Linked DNA regions of Sus scrofa: all the other regions are linked to region 1. Evidence: chromatin contacts called from public HiChIP or PLAC-seq data. All regions are on one chromosome and are shown on one strand. Each heading gives the region's core, a stretch centred on a gene start, on an enhancer-like site or on the middle of the called end of the contact. The rest is flanking DNA. Distances are from core to core; before and after follow the strand shown.

What was found. HiChIP or PLAC-seq counts read pairs in DNA pulled down with a chosen protein or histone mark.
Region 2: an H3K27ac HiChIP or PLAC-seq map of alveolar macrophages shows a contact between it and region 1. The contact joins the enhancer-like site here to the promoter of ATP5G2 in region 1. A contact is called at or near these places in 1 of 5 promoter capture datasets (liver), 3 of 47 Hi-C or Micro-C datasets (epiblast stem cells, liver and undifferentiated spermatogonia) and 2 of 2 datasets of contacts at active chromatin or transcription factors (alveolar macrophages and skeletal muscle).
Region 3: a contact with region 1 is called in an H3K27ac HiChIP or PLAC-seq map of alveolar macrophages. The contact joins the promoter of MAP3K12 here to the promoter of ATP5G2 in region 1. A contact is called at or near these places in 2 of 47 Hi-C or Micro-C datasets (liver and skeletal muscle) and 2 of 2 datasets of contacts at active chromatin or transcription factors (alveolar macrophages and skeletal muscle).

What each region holds. Positions count from the first base shown.
Region 1 is chr5:18,878,542-18,883,117 of Sscrofa11.1, forward strand. ATP5G2 (ATP synthase F(0) complex subunit C2, mitochondrial) reads right to left here and starts at 1,392. Exons shown (of 5, transcript XM_021091719.1): 1 at 1-1,392.
Region 2 is chr5:18,736,728-18,741,814 of Sscrofa11.1, forward strand. ATF7 (cyclic AMP-dependent transcription factor ATF-7) reads right to left here. Exons shown (of 11, transcript XM_013987080.2): 9 at 2,248-2,445; 10 at 518-626. Among named protein-coding and RNA genes, the nearest start is that of NPFF, 14 kb to the left of the region's middle. Within about 2 kb of position 2,619, at least 11 of the 83 cell types and tissues checked have an H3K27ac peak or open chromatin away from gene starts, as enhancers often do. A contact at or near this core is called in alveolar macrophages, where this site is marked.
Region 3 is chr5:18,714,375-18,719,290 of Sscrofa11.1, forward strand. It overlaps MAP3K12 (mitogen-activated protein kinase kinase kinase 12), which reads right to left and starts at 2,835. Exons shown (of 14, transcript XM_003126192.6): 1 at 2,449-2,835. TARBP2 (RISC-loading complex subunit TARBP2) reads left to right here and starts at 4,214. Exons shown (of 9, transcript XM_003126194.6): 1 at 4,214-4,565. The coding sequence starts at 4,513.

The sequences.
Region 1 (4,576 bases), core at 142-2,641:
GGCCTTACCTGCTCCCAGGGCAGAGAAGACAGAGAGGGGCGGGGAGGGGGCGGGGATAGCGAAAGGAAGCCTCGGCGCATGTGCGGCCTGGACTAACGAGTCGCTCCACCAAGGATAGAGTGATAGCAACGTTGAGGGTCGGCCCAGGTGCCACAGCGCCGCCTGCCAGCTCTGTTGAGGCATCCGGCCAACCACTCCACCTGGCGTTTGAAAGGAGAAACTGCATGCGGAGACCAGCGAGTGCAGAAATGAGGGCAGCTGTAAGCGGATCCGCAACGTGGCCTGCGGTTTGTTCTGCACGGCGTTAGGGATCTTGGACTGGCTTCCCCTTTCTGAGCATGCGCAGTTACATTGCAAAAAACCAACCCCCCCAAAAAAAACCTACCCAGAATGTCAGTATTAAATAGCACACAATGGAGACCGAGGTTCAGTGTCTAAAATGTGGCAGGAAGAAAATAAAGTCACAGGATTCCTGCCTTCGGTCGTTGGGACCCTGGCTTTATGGATGGAAAACCCGTTCAAGGGGCAAGGAGTCCACAAAATGTTCCAGCTGCTTCTAGTGGCTTCGCCTTTATTTCCCTCTTTCTTTTTTCAGTGATCAGCTATTAGAAAGCCAGCATCTGCGAACCAGAAAATAGGGGCTAAAGGTGATTAGGACTCAAGCGCCCTGATCTTAAACCTTCTTTCCTGAGTCCTGCAACAGTCAAAGAGTAACGGGCACCAGTGACCTGCAGTGAGATTGCAAGGGTCACCCCAGGCATGGCTGTGCCTCTGCCCAGGCTTCATCTACGCGAGATGAGATAAGCAGTGCCCCCAGGAGGTGCTCTCAAGAAAGCCTTTCGGCTTCTCCCTCGTGCCCTTTCGCTTGTCCTTTCCCCGATGGTAGGAAGTATGGGCTTCCCGGCCCTCACCTCTTCTGGGTTTTCCTGTCTCCCCGACAGGGTCTGACCGGCCCCTTTGGGGGGAGATCAGCAAGGCCTACCCATTTCCCCCCATGCCCAACCCCGGCCGTCCAGACATCGTGCTTGAACGCAGCACGAGAAAGACGGGGAAAGCTCACCAAACCCCCATAAAAAATAAAAAATAAAAAGAAAGCCGCGGCTGTAAATAAAGCCAAATCCGCCACCCTCTGAGGGGCCGTTTGTCCTCCCCTCCTTGGCCCCGTCCTTCCCGCCGCCCCCTCCCGGCTCCCGGGCCCCGCGGCGCCCCGGCCCCGAGCTCCTCCATTTAATCGGATTTGGGAGAAGGGGAGGATAAATCACGGCAGCAGCTTTACGGTCCCGGAGGAGAGGCGAGCCGCAGCCAGGCACACCCCGGCCGGCGATAAAAACCGCCGCTGAAAGCCCACGGAGCAATTTCCCGGGACCCCGAGCGACGCCATTACAGGAATGTAATTTTGCCCGGATGAGGCCCCGAGTTTAATTATCCTCGCGGAGGAATTTCAATGCGGCCAATCCATCTTGCAGGCGGGCGGCAGAGGGATTTATATGGGCCCGTTATTTCACACCGATCCTCCATCTGCATTTTTATGGCCCTGAGCTCCTGAAAGGGAGGGGAAGGAGTGGAGAGAAATCGGAGAAGCGGGCGAGGAGAGGAGGGTGGGCGATTTCCCGCCTTTCCCAAATCCACGATCCCAGCTCGATGAGGATTCTCACAGGTTCCCCCGAAATGCCCAGATCGCCCTTCAGTTCTAGGTGTTCACTTGGGGTGGGGATGGAGGCGGGGGGAGGTGAGGAATGGAGCTGGGATCCTTACGAAAATAGCAACAGGTATTTACCAAGTACCAAGAGGTGCCAGGCTACAGTGTAAGATGCTTAGAGGAGAAAAGAAAGACAGGTAGGCAAGGATATCCTCTGAAGTCCCCAGACACCCCCACCGCGCCACGCAACCTCGGAGACAAAAAGTCTACAGTTCTTGAGACTCCACGACTAACCGGTTGGTGCAGCTGTTTGTTGAGACAATGTAGATCCTTCTCGGATATCTCTAACTATCCCAAAGTTGGATTGGAGAAGGCACCCTTGAGGGAGCTAAAGCTGGCTCCTTGGATAAGTTGTCATAGTCTGCAATGTTGAATTCTCTATTACCCCCATTCAATGCTGGGCTCTAGATCCACACATTTGGGTTCCCAAATCTGTGTGACCTCAGGCAATGGGTTTAACCCCACTATATCGATTTTCCTTTATGTAACTGGGAATAATAATAGTGCTTACTGGGCAGCAAATAGTAGAATAATATATGTGAAGCCTGGGAGTACCCATTGTGGCTCAGCAGTAAAGAACCTGACTTGTATCCAAGAGGCTGTGGGTTCGATCCCTGGCCTCGCTTAGTAGGTTCAGGATCCCGCATTGCAGTGAGCTTCGGTGTAGGTGGCAGACTGGCTGGGATCATGCATGGCTGTGGCTGTGGCTGTGGCCAGCAGCTGCACTCCCATTTGACCCCTAGTCTGGTAACTTCCTTATGCTGCACGTGCTGCCCTAAAAGGCAAAAAAAAAAAAAGTGAAACTTTTAGCAAGGTGCTTGGAACTCAGTAAGAGCTTAAATAAGTGCTAGTAATAGTAATAATAATGGTTATTTTGGTGTTAGTAGTAGTAGTAATATATTTGGGAGGATTGCAACTCAGTTCTGCTCTGCTCCCTAGAGACTTTATTGCAAGCTCCTTGCAATGGTATCTCCTGAGAGACTCAACTATCACTTACTGAATTTTTTCACCTACATAAATCACACATAAGTTATTTAACAGGTTAGTGGGTGGAGATCTGTGGGGAGGGCTAAGAATCCTGGGGGCTATTGTTATCAGGTCTGAAGCCAGAGGTTAAATCGATAGGGGTGAGACTGCAAAATGTAGTTGAGGTCTGTGCGGAGGGGAGAATTTAAAGATAGCAGAATATGATGATCCAAGAGGACATTATCTAAGGGTCTCTTCTTAACCAAGAGCTTGGGCAAGGGTCTGTTCTTTACTTCACTAATGGAAAACGGCTCCAGGAAGGAAAGGGTGTGGAGCCAGAACTATATTTTCCAATCACTTCCTTTTTTTTCCTACCAGACCATGTAGCAAGGTTGGCCTGATTGGCCAGTTCTTCTAATGACTGTGAGTGGCGGATTCTGACTGGGTAGCAGTCTCCCTGCACGGTGGTGACGAAAAAATGAGATTGATCTTTTCTTTCTTAGGATTGGTTAACAATCCTCCGAGGGGCTAGAGACTCATTTTAATTGACTGGATAGGCTAGGAGGGAGGTCCAACACCTCTCATATAGAAATTCTGAGAGTTCTTTTCCACAAAGGTCACCAAGACAGAGTCTTGATGGGCTTTATGCATGTTTGCCTTTGGACTGGAAACACAATTGCTTAGGAAGAAAAGTCAAGAGAATTCTGCAGGCGTACCACCGTTCAATTTGAAACCCAAACACAGAGAGGGATTAAAGAGGGAAACAGAAGAGTGATAAAAAGAGAGAGCGAGAGAAACTGTGACACAGAAATACAAAGGGGAAAAAAAAGTGCCAGAGAGAAGAGGAAGGGTTCGAATAATTTGTTTTTCATTCCCAGTGGCTTAAGATGAGGCTACTTTATGATGCATTTTGCTAGATGCACATGTTGGCAGCGTGGGGCATGGAAAGAACAGCTGTCTTGGAGGCAGGAGACTGGGAATCTGGTCCCAGCCCTGCTAGTAACTAGCCAAGTAATGCAGGCTCCTACATCTCTCAAAGCTTCAGTGACTTCATTTGGAAAAATCAGAAGTAGGTGATCCCTAAGTTCATTATTAACTTGCTAGGATTCTCTTTCTTTCTGATAAACAGGCAGTGTGTATAGTTGAACTGGTATTTTTGTACTACCGATAAGGACTATTCTTGGGTCTTGTGCTCCTCTATTTATTTATGATTTGTGTGTGTCTGTGTGTGTGTTTTGCTTTTTTTTGCTTTTTAGGGCCACACTCAAGGCCTGTGGAGGTTCCCAGGCTAGGGGTCCAATCAGAGCTACAGCTGCCGGCCTACAAAACAGCCACAGCAACGAAGGATCTGAGCCATGTCTATGACCTACACCACAGCTCACCGCAATGCCAGATCCTTAAACCACTGAGCAAGGCCAGGGATCGAACCTGCGACCTCATGGTTCCTAGGCAGATTCCTTTCCACTGTGCCACCACGAGAACTTGTTTATTTATGATTGTTAAATTCAAGCTTCTGGGGCTGGTGAGCACTGACTGAGGGATGTTCTTTTCTTTCTTTCTACTTTTTTTGGACCACAGCATGCAGCAGCTTGATGTGGGATCTCAGTTCCCTGATTAGGGATTGAACCCAGGCCATAGCTATGAAAGTGCCAAGTCCTAACCACTAGTCCACCAGGCAACTCCCCTGACTGAAGGACTGTCTACATTCTCTTGCTAAATCAGTTCCCAGGACAGCAGGACTGTGAGCCATCAGTAAACCTCCCTCCTCCTGGAGAAAGAAAACAGTAGATGGAAGAAGGAAAAGGGTCATTAGAATCCAGGATTCCAAGAGAGGGATCAGCGGGAGGGTGGGTGACAGAAGGATGGTCAAACAAAGTTTTTGCTGGGAAGAACCCAAGTTCCTTTGATTTT
Region 2 (5,087 bases), core at 1,369-3,868, 140 kb before region 1:
GGATTACAAACTGAAACTGTCATCAGCTCATCACTAGAAAGATAGAATACACCTCCAAATTTTGATACTGAACAGACCCCAATGTATCATCTGCTGTTGTAGCTTCCTGAGGCCAAGAGAGAAGCTCTGGAATAACGAAGAGCTGGTTCTGAATCTTGGCTCTGCTACTTTACCAACTGTCTAACTTCAGGCTGACTAATCTGAGTGCAGTTTTCTTGTGTATAAATGAGGTAATATCTATTTCATGAGAGAACTGGGAAAATGGTTGAGTGTCTCACACAAAATAGGCAGCCAGTAGATATACTGCTGCCCTTTATCTCCAACTACGACAGATGATTAGGGCAACTACCCTGTTCTCAAAAAAATTTTTAGTAAGATTGGTTGTTCCGCAAAAGCAGCCCACCCATCAGTCTGGACTCCCCAGAACAGTCAGAATAGGGTTATAAAATAATAAGCAGTTGAGATACTCATTATAGGAGTCTACTGACTGACTCTGCTTAGGTTGGGAGCTACTCACCTAAATAGCCTTGGGTCTTTTTCTGTAGTGCCGTGACTGGGCAGTCTTTATGAGCTAACAGTAGCTGTTTCAACTGAGCCACCTCATTGCGTAGTAACGTGACTTCATTCTGAAGAGGGAGGGAAGAAAAGAATATCAAGAAAATTCATGCTCTGCTCTTGAACCCCTACTGGCTATTCCTAAAGTGAGGACAGAATGTTGCCTAGATTTTTCTCCCTTGAATCTGGGAAAAATCCAGCAAGGCTTCAGATAGCCCAGGGCCTCTACAGCCAGAAATTCAATGACAGTATCTGCTTACAGTGATAGCAGGGATATAAAATAGAAAAATTACTATTTAGGATAAATGTGATTATGCCGAAATTAATAATGCACATGTCCTTTGACTAAGAAAGTCTAGCTGCAGGAATCTATTTAACAAAGCTATCTACTCAACTGTATATAATGTACACTGCAGCAGTGCTGTTCTGGCAAAACATTAGAACTATCCATACCTTATAATATAACTACATAATACAATGTTACTACTATACAGCTATTTTAAAAAATGAAGTAGGGGAGTTCCCTTCGTGGCGCAGTGGAAACGAATCCGACTAGGAACCATGACGTTGCAGGTTCGATCCCTGGCCTTGCTCAGTGGGTTAAGGCTCTGGCATTGCCGAGAGCTGTGGTACAGGCTGCAGACTCGGCTTGGATCTGGCATTGCTGTGGCTGTGGTGTAGGCTGGTGTCTACAGCTCCAATTAGACCCCTAGCCTGGGAACCTCCATATGCTGTGCGTGTGGCCCTAAAATGACAAAAAACAGAAAAAAAAAGTAGGTCCTCTGTACCTATGGCTAGATGTCCAGAAGATAACTGTTTTTACGTTAAAACAGATGCACAGTCTCCCCCCCAAAAAAAACTATAAATGGAAACAAAATAGAAATACATGTATGTTTGGTAGGTACACATCAAACTCATCTATCAGAAGAGAATGAGACTGGGAAAGGAATACAGAGGAGGGACTTTATTTTTATTCTATAGTTGTGTGTGTGAATGTCTATCATATATATTTACATACAAAAACATTACCTTTAAAAAAATAAAAAATAAAAATATTACCTTTGTAATGAATAATGAAATCTTTTAATAACTAATCAGAAGAGGGGAAAATAGTTTTCAGAAAAATATCTGGATTATAACTGTTCTATTTTTGCTTGTGAGGCTTTTCCTTTCTTTTATTAAGCTGCATTATCTGGGGCAAATACATTTTTCCCTTTGGGTGTTCCACTACCCCAATCAGATTCTACTGACAACTTAAAAGAGCACCTGGGGCACTTAATCTAATTCCCTTTATCCAATCGGGTCTATGGATGACTCATCCTAGTAACAGATTTGGGAGTAGATGGTGAGTGTCCTTTCTAGCCCTTGGGGAAGAGATTTCAACTCTGACTGTTGAGAGAGTCTTTCTGCATTCTTCCTGGCATAGTCTCTGGATCTGTCTTAATTAATTAATTAATTAATTAATTAATTAATTTTTTTTTTTTTTTGCCACACCCTGGCATGTGGAAGTTCTTGGGCCAGGGATCAAACCCATACCACAGCAGCGACCAAAGCCGCTGTAGTGACAACACTAGATCCTTAACCTACTCAGATTTGTCTTCAGTTAAAGAACTACCATCTTCTATTATATTGTCCCACTTTCCTGATTCAAACTCACTTTCCAGATTCAACAATCACCCAGGACCCACTTACACTCAGCTGAATGTTCTGAGAAGTGAGTTCCTCTGCCTTCTTCTCTAGGGAGGACACCCAGAGCTTCCGCTTTTGACGGCAGCGGGAGGCTGCGGCCCGGTTGCGTTCCAGAAAGCGCTGCCGCCGCTCATCCGGATCTTCATCCACTGTGCGCCGCCGCCGCCCTCCAGTACTAGGAGTGGGCTGGGCTGGTGAGACCTGTGGCCCAGAAGGAAGAGTTACTTGAAGGGAACGTCAGTCCTTTCCAAATTAAACCTGACGTTAGATTAGGAAGATCTGGTAAAGATCTGGTAAAGGGATGTACCAGTCTCTGTAACCACAGCAAGTCTCATCACTATGTCCCTTAGCTTCTCTTTTGTAGTAGTTCCTCATTCTGCCTCCCATTTCCTTTCAGTCTTCTCAGTTCCATACTTAGACAAACCACAGTTCAGTTGGAAACTCTGATTATTTCTGAGACAGACAGACAAAAATGAAACTAGGATCACTTTTTGTTTCTTAACAGGAAATCTTGTAGGTAGGGAAATCATAATCAAGGGAGGTGCCAGGGGAACTTTTAGGGAGACTGTGGAATAAAAAACTGGAGAATCAGTGATTTGGACAAGCAATACATACAAAGCAACTACAAGTTTTAGAAAAGGAGAAATGATTTTACTATCAGTGATATGAACTATCATGAAGACATATGGACTAGAATATTTTATTTACAATTAGTTATTAATCATCCTCAGAAATGCCCCCTTCCCTGTCTTGTTTGCTCTGTTTGTTTTTATATTTTTTTGTCTTTTTAGGGCCGCAGCCGTGGCATATGGAGGTTCCCAGCCTAGGGGTCAAGTCGGAGCTACAGCTGCTGGTGTATACCACTGCCACAGCAATGCCAGATCTAAGCTGTGCCTGCAACCTACACCGCAGCTCACGGCAACACCAGATCCTTAACCTACTGAGCGAGGTCAGGGATCGAAACTGCGTCTTCATGGATACCAGCAGGATTCGTTTCTGCTGAACCACAACAGGCACTCCTGCTCTGTTTGTTTTTAAAGAGAAAACGAGTGTGTTTTAATCTCGTTACAAACTGGCCATAAAGGACTGTCTTTTGTTTCTAAACTTCAAGCTGATGTCTCTTGTCTCTAAAGCAGTTCTGAATCCTCTTCCGTTTCTTTTAGCTGGTATGTATTCAAAGAAGACAGTCCAATTTTATAACAGCGGCCAAAATTAAAATACAGAAAGGTCAACCATCTGTATAAAAGAAACCATATAATGTACAACAACGCCAAAAATAAGTTCTTTCTAAATCTGTTGCTATTAGGGAACATCTACACGGGCAGTTCCCAAATGCCAGAACTCACATCAGTTTCATGAGACTAAGCATAAGCTTATAATAGAATCTTATATTCTACTTTAGGCCCTACTGAACCGTGTTCTCCATTATATGGATAATGAAGAGATGATTTTATTTATTCAGATTAATATGCTCTCTCCCAAAAGAAAAAAAATGGAGAGGAAATTTCAAACTCAATTTAATGAGCTAGAGGCCTTGGGTCACTGCTTCTCATTGTACTAAGGGAAGTTTACACAAATTCTCTTGTGATTTTCAATTTGCTCTTTGTCCTGAGCCAACTGGAATACATGTAAATGACAAGTTCCTCTTCTCTCATAGGCAACACAATAACACATGCAGAGAATGGAGATGGAAGAATAGGCCAAGAGAAAGACAGGAAGAATGAGAAGGAAAGGCATTAGCTGTGACTAAAAAAGAAGTCCTGTCATTTCCTCAAGAGGGAAAGCAGCATAACTTGAGCAAGGGAGCTACTGCTTTACCATTTCCAGGGACTGGCATCAGAAGGGGTTACAGGAGGGTGTGCAGGCTTAGCTTCCAACAAGAAAACTCAAATGAAAGCTTTTGTTGTTGGCCAAGGTTTCAGGCAGCATATGGTCATTAAATGTTAGGACATGTGGTAGTAACTGATGAAGCAGGTGGTGACATCAGGAAAAGGGAATGGGTAAAAGATGCAACTCGAGAAACTGATTTCAGGTGGTTGTCACCTAACCAGTACAGACAATATGAAAGCTGAGTCCTATTCAGCTTTCAAAGAAACTTTTACTAAACTGAGACCTCCTTGAAAAAAGAATTGGACTTCTAAATGGGATACCTCTGGCTTTTTTTAAGACTTTAATTTCTCCTGAGAAAAAGAGATTAAGTTGATAAGGAAAAAAGCTTTTTTTTGGGTGTGTATTTGTTTACTGAGCTATTGTTCATACTGTGACATCACATTTTATTAAAATGTGTGTGTGTGTGTGTGTATATATATGTTTTTGTTTTTTTGCTTTTTAGGGCCGTATTTGTGGCATATTGGAGGTTCCCAGGCTAGGGGTTGAATCAGAGCTGTAGCTGCTGGCCTACACCACAGCCAGATCTGAGCCATGTCTATGACCTACAGCTCATGGCAATGCCGGATCCTTAACCCACTGAGCGAGTCCAGGGATTGAACCTGCGTCCTAGTGGATGCTAGTCAGATTCGTTTCCACTGAGCCATGATGGGAACTCCAATATATTGTTTTTTTTTTTTTTGTCTTTTGTCTTTTTTTTTTTTTTTTTTGTCTTTTGTTGTTGTTGTTGTTGCTATTTCTTGGGCCGCTCCCGAGGCATATGGAGATTCCCAGGCTAGGGGTTGAATCAGAGCTGTAGCCACCGGCCTACGCCAGAGCCACAGCAACGCGGGATCCGAGCCGCGTCTGCAACCTACACCACAGCTCACGGCAACGCCGGATCGTTAACCCACTGAGCAAGGGCAGGGACCGAACCCGCAACCTCATGGTTCCTAGTCGGATTCGTTAACCACTGC
Region 3 (4,916 bases), core at 1,585-4,084, 160 kb before region 1:
CTCACGGCAACGCCGGCTCCTTACCCAATGAGCGAGGCCAGGGATCGAACCCACATCCTTATGGATCCTAGTGGGGTTCGTTAACCACTGAGCCATGACAGGAACTCCCCGATTACTTCTCTCTCTCTCTTTTTTTTTTTTTTATCTTTCTGCCATTTCTCGGGCTGCTCTTGTGGCACATGGAGGTTCCCTGGCTAGGGGTCTAATCAGAACTGTAGCCACTGGCCTACACCACAGCCACAGCAACTCGGGGATCCGAGCTGCATCTGCAACCTACACCACAGCTCACAGCAACGCTGGATCCTAAACCCACTGAGCAAGGCCAGGGATTGAACCCGCAACCTCATGGTTCCTAGTCGGATTCGTTAACCACTGAGCCACGACAGGAACTCCCCAGATTACTTCTTTTAAGTTTCCATTTCCTCATGCCTAAAATACAGATGATGATCACACTGCCTCTTAGTATTGTTATAAGCAGTACTGAGATAATCCCCAAATAAGTTCCTGGCCTGGTACCTGGCACACAAGGAGGGAGCTCCCTATAAACATTAGCAAGTGGAAAGCGCCTAACAACCGGTAGTAGGTTTTTATAAACCTGTGTCCCTCCCTTCTTTCCTCTCCACAAAGCGAGGCAGCCTCCTTGGCTTACACCAAGCAAGAGGCAGCTGGGATGGTACAGGTGGAAAGGGAGTTGGACAAACACACGGGATTAAAAAGGAGAGTGAAGAAGGAACCAAGAAAAGAGCTCTTTATCCTAGAGGAGCCTTAGTCCTCTCGAGAATAGCACCCCTGCCTTCTCATCGCCTTCCCCCAACACGCAGATGCCCATAGTTCTTCTGGGAGCAAAGGAAGCAGAAAGACCCGTGTCTGTGGCCACCGCCTGGTGAAGCTCCCATGTCCCCTGCTGGTGTCATCTCCACAGTATCTTCCTTCTGCCCCAATAAGGACTCCTGGCAGGGTTGATTCCCTAGTTCCTTCTTTCTCCCAGCCCAGCAGGGTGAGGTGGGACTACACGTAACAAGCCACTGGGCAAGTCCAGAGCGGTGGGTACTAGAATTTAGGGTCCTCTTCCTGGCAAAGCCAGGCTAGCACATCATCACCTCTAGGGGAAGGACTGGGAAACAGCAAAAGGTTTTTAGAGGGTTTCTGCCATCCTCAGCTGTAAGGACACCCAGGAAGTCCTGAGCCACTTCCTGCTTAAACTTCTTGCCTCCCCTGCCCATAACTGGGTTGAATTAGGGGTGGATGTTACGCATTTTCACTTGTGCTGGTGTTGGTTTTCCCAGCATCACCTGGGTCCCCGCGGTGAATGGATGGGTGGCAGCCTGGAGCAGGCAGAAGTTTTTTCCCATCCTTAAGTATTAGATAGGGGAGAGCAGGCCCTAAAGCTGAGAGGAACTTCAGCATGTGGACAGGAAGAGCCAGGGTGCACTCAGGCCCTTCCTGACTGCCCCCGACTCCCCTTCCCTTGGGGTGACCCTCTGGCTGAAAAAATGAGAGCTCCCAGAGCCATGGAATCCATCCTCTGAGTTGGAAGGAAAATGGTATTTAGAGAGACCCACAGGGTGTAATGGGAGAGAACCCTGGTGGGAGAGAGACCCTGGGTGCGCCTCCACCTGGCTGAGGACCCCTGACCCCTGCTCCTTCCAGAAGGGAGCAGGTAATGGAGCTCAAAGATGGGACTCTTCCCTCAATTCTAAGGGACTCCCCATTATTTCCTTCCACTGTCTGTAGAGCCTCTGGCCCTTTCTTTTCCCTCCCCTCAGCCAAGGCCATGGTTCCCAGGAGTTTTAACTCTGTGCAAAGGATTCTTGCTTATTTTTAAACCAAGGAGTTTGATCAGAGTGTAGGGAAAAGGGAGGAGGCTCGTGAAAGGGCTGGTCCAGGGACATGGGTTAGGGGAGGCAGAAAAACCACATAAGAATGGGGGAGGGGAGGATGACCATCACCTGGGCATCCAGGAACAGGTGCTCACTGCCTATAATCCTCAGGTGCAGCCTGCTAAGTGTGGGGGGCAGGGAGTTGGATGGGGGGCACATGAGGCCTTGTCCATCCTTCCCTTTCCTGAGGGGCCCAAACTCTTCCTCCTTCTCTCCCCCCCCCTTCTTGAGGTTGAGTGGGAGGAGAGGAGGACGCTCTCTTTCCCCCTGTCCTTTAAGTCTGTTCCCCAATCATCCCCCCACCCCCACCCATACACTCCTTTTCAGCTCTGGAGGCCCTTAGCCTCCAAGCTGGGCCGCGGCATCCCTCTGCTTGGTTCCCCTCCTTCCCATCCCCACAGGCGTCGGGTCCAGGTCCCCAGTTCCTCCATCCTCACAGTCTCAGCATCCCTGCGCCACCCTCCCCACACCCCGCCACATCTGCATCCCGACCCTCCCTCGGCACCCAGGTCCCGGGTCTCGGACCTATCCCTACCCCCAACCCTCCACAACTCGGCCCGGCTCTCACCTCGGGGGCTCCGCGGCCGCAGCACAAAAGGCGGCGCTGCTGCAGCTCGGCTCCGGATGCTGCTCCCGCCTCCTCCTCCTTTTCCTCCTCCTTCCCTCCTCCCCCCGCTGCCCTCAACCGGACCAGGGGCGCTGTCACAGGCGATGCTCGTGCGGTGTCCGGGAGCGCGGGATGTCAGCTTCAGCTTTCTTCCCCCACCCCCCGACCCCAAGCCCTGTCCTCACTCGGCTTGAACTCCTGCTCCTTCCAAGGCCCCCGCCCCCGGCCCCCCGGGACGGACACGCCCTGAGCGGGGGATGCTGCGCTGGAGCCGCCGGCCTCTTAAAGGAGCCCGCTGCTGCCATCCGGCGCGCTCCAGGCTCGTCTCTGGCCGGTCTGGGCCCCGCACCTTCCTGCTGGCGGTGACCTGGGGCGGTCCCACCTCCGGCCTTTAACCGATTCCGTAGGCGCCCCCTATGAGCGATCTTCTAAGCTCCCTGCTATACCCTGAGACAAGAGCCCCTCAGATGGGACTACCCCAGCGCTCTAGCATCGCTCCCCCCGTCATGTTGATCTTGACAGCCTTCTTTCCCCTGTCACCACTCCAGTTTCACCCACCTGGGATCCATTCAGCTCAATCCCCGTTCCCTGCTAGTGTTCCTGGATAACCCCTCATTATTACTCCAAGATTTCTCTGGACCATCATCCCCGCACCGAGCAAGTCCGTCGGTGCGGGGACTTGCTTTTCCCTGACCCATTCTCAGAACACTCATTAGATTCAGACATTTTTTCGTGATCTCTTTCTCCAAGGTCACAAGATTCTCCCTACAATCTTTCAGGCCAGTGGCTGTGAGACTTCGGCGAGGAGGGAATGAAGCTCGGGACCTCAACATCCGCCTTCTGCTCTGCACACACATTAGTCAATTAGTCTTAACAGGCCAGAATCCTCTCTTGCTCTCTCTTTAGCTGAGAGACACAAGACGCAAGGCAGAGGGAATGAGATCACCATGTGCCTTAGTCCTTCTAATCCTGTCGTCCCATTATAGCCTGATTCTCAGGCTCCATAGGGGGGTCTCCTGGTGTAGGGGAACCAGCTACAGAAAAGTTCACTAGAGCCATTCTAAAGAGGCTTTAGAAAAGAAGCGGAAACCGACCGGCTGCAGGGCAAAATTAAGGGTAAGGGAAGTGAAGGACAACCTAGGAAAAAGTAGTCGTTTCTGTGAGACGAAGGCCCGAGAGCCAGGGTTTAGGTCAGAGGCTGAGTGGAAACTGAGACAGAGATGAACTTGGACTTAAAACTGACTGGCCTGGCGCTCTGAGGGGCAGAGAATAGTCCCCTCCCGCGTGCAGGCAGGACCCACCCTCCCAGACCGCAAACAGCCAGGAACCGACAGCAGCATCACCCCTGGGCCAATCACAACCTTTTCTCAAGAAAGAGGCGGAGTCAAAGGGGCTGAGCCTTCTCTTGTCCCCGCCTCTCTAGGTGAAATAACCAATTGCAATCCACCTAGAGCAAGTAGGTCCATTCGGGAATAACCAATTGTGCTGCAAAGCTTTTCGTGAATATTTGACCCTGCCCCTCTAGTTGCGACAAAGATGACGCGCGCGAGCTCCTGGGTTCTGTAGTTTTCTTGGGATCCGGAGGCCTTCTAGCTCGAGTTCGCCCTTACGGCGCCGTCCCCCAGCCGCTGCCAATCGGCTAGTACGCACGCCCAGAGCCCCAGCCCTGGGGAGAGGCTACGCGGAGGGAAGGAGGCGGGGCGATAATAAAAACAAGCAAACGAACCAACCCCCAAACCAAAAACACATCCTCGGCTTGGGAAGCAATAGTGGAGGGGTCCGCTCCTCCCAGAAGGCGGTGCTGCCAGCCTGGGCGGACCACGCGGAGAGTTGTGGGGCGGATAGCTGTCCTCCTGATGAAGACTCATAGAGTCGGGTGGGAGGGGGACTGCATATCCCAGCATGCCCCGCGGTGGGCCCGACCGGCCGCGACTCGGGGCTTGGCCCCGGCCCTAGCTCGTCGGCGGTGTGTTGGGGCGCGTGGAGGCTACAGTCACGGTGGCGCCCGCGGGGACGGAGGAGGGAATGAGTGAAGAGGAGCAGGGCTCCGGCACTACCACGGGCTGCGGGCTGCCCAGGTGAGCCGCCTGGTACCAAAGCCCGTAGGGCGCGGAACGTGGCGTGGTGCGGAGGGAGTAGCGGCGCGGGCCCCAGCATGCACCTGGTCTGCGGGTTGTTCCCGGCAAGCACTGGGGTAGTGGACCGTGGTTCCCGGCATGCACCCCGGCAGTGGCCACTGCCTCCGGCTTTAGCTAGTTTGGGATTGGCCTGGTTCCCAGACTGCACTGGGGCAATGGGCTTTATGCCCCCGACATTCAGTGCATTTGGTGGGTACTGGGTTCCTGGCCTGCACTGTGTCAGGGGACATGCACTTTCAACCTGCACTGGGGTACAGGATTCCCCCACCTTAACTGAGACAGGAACAGTGC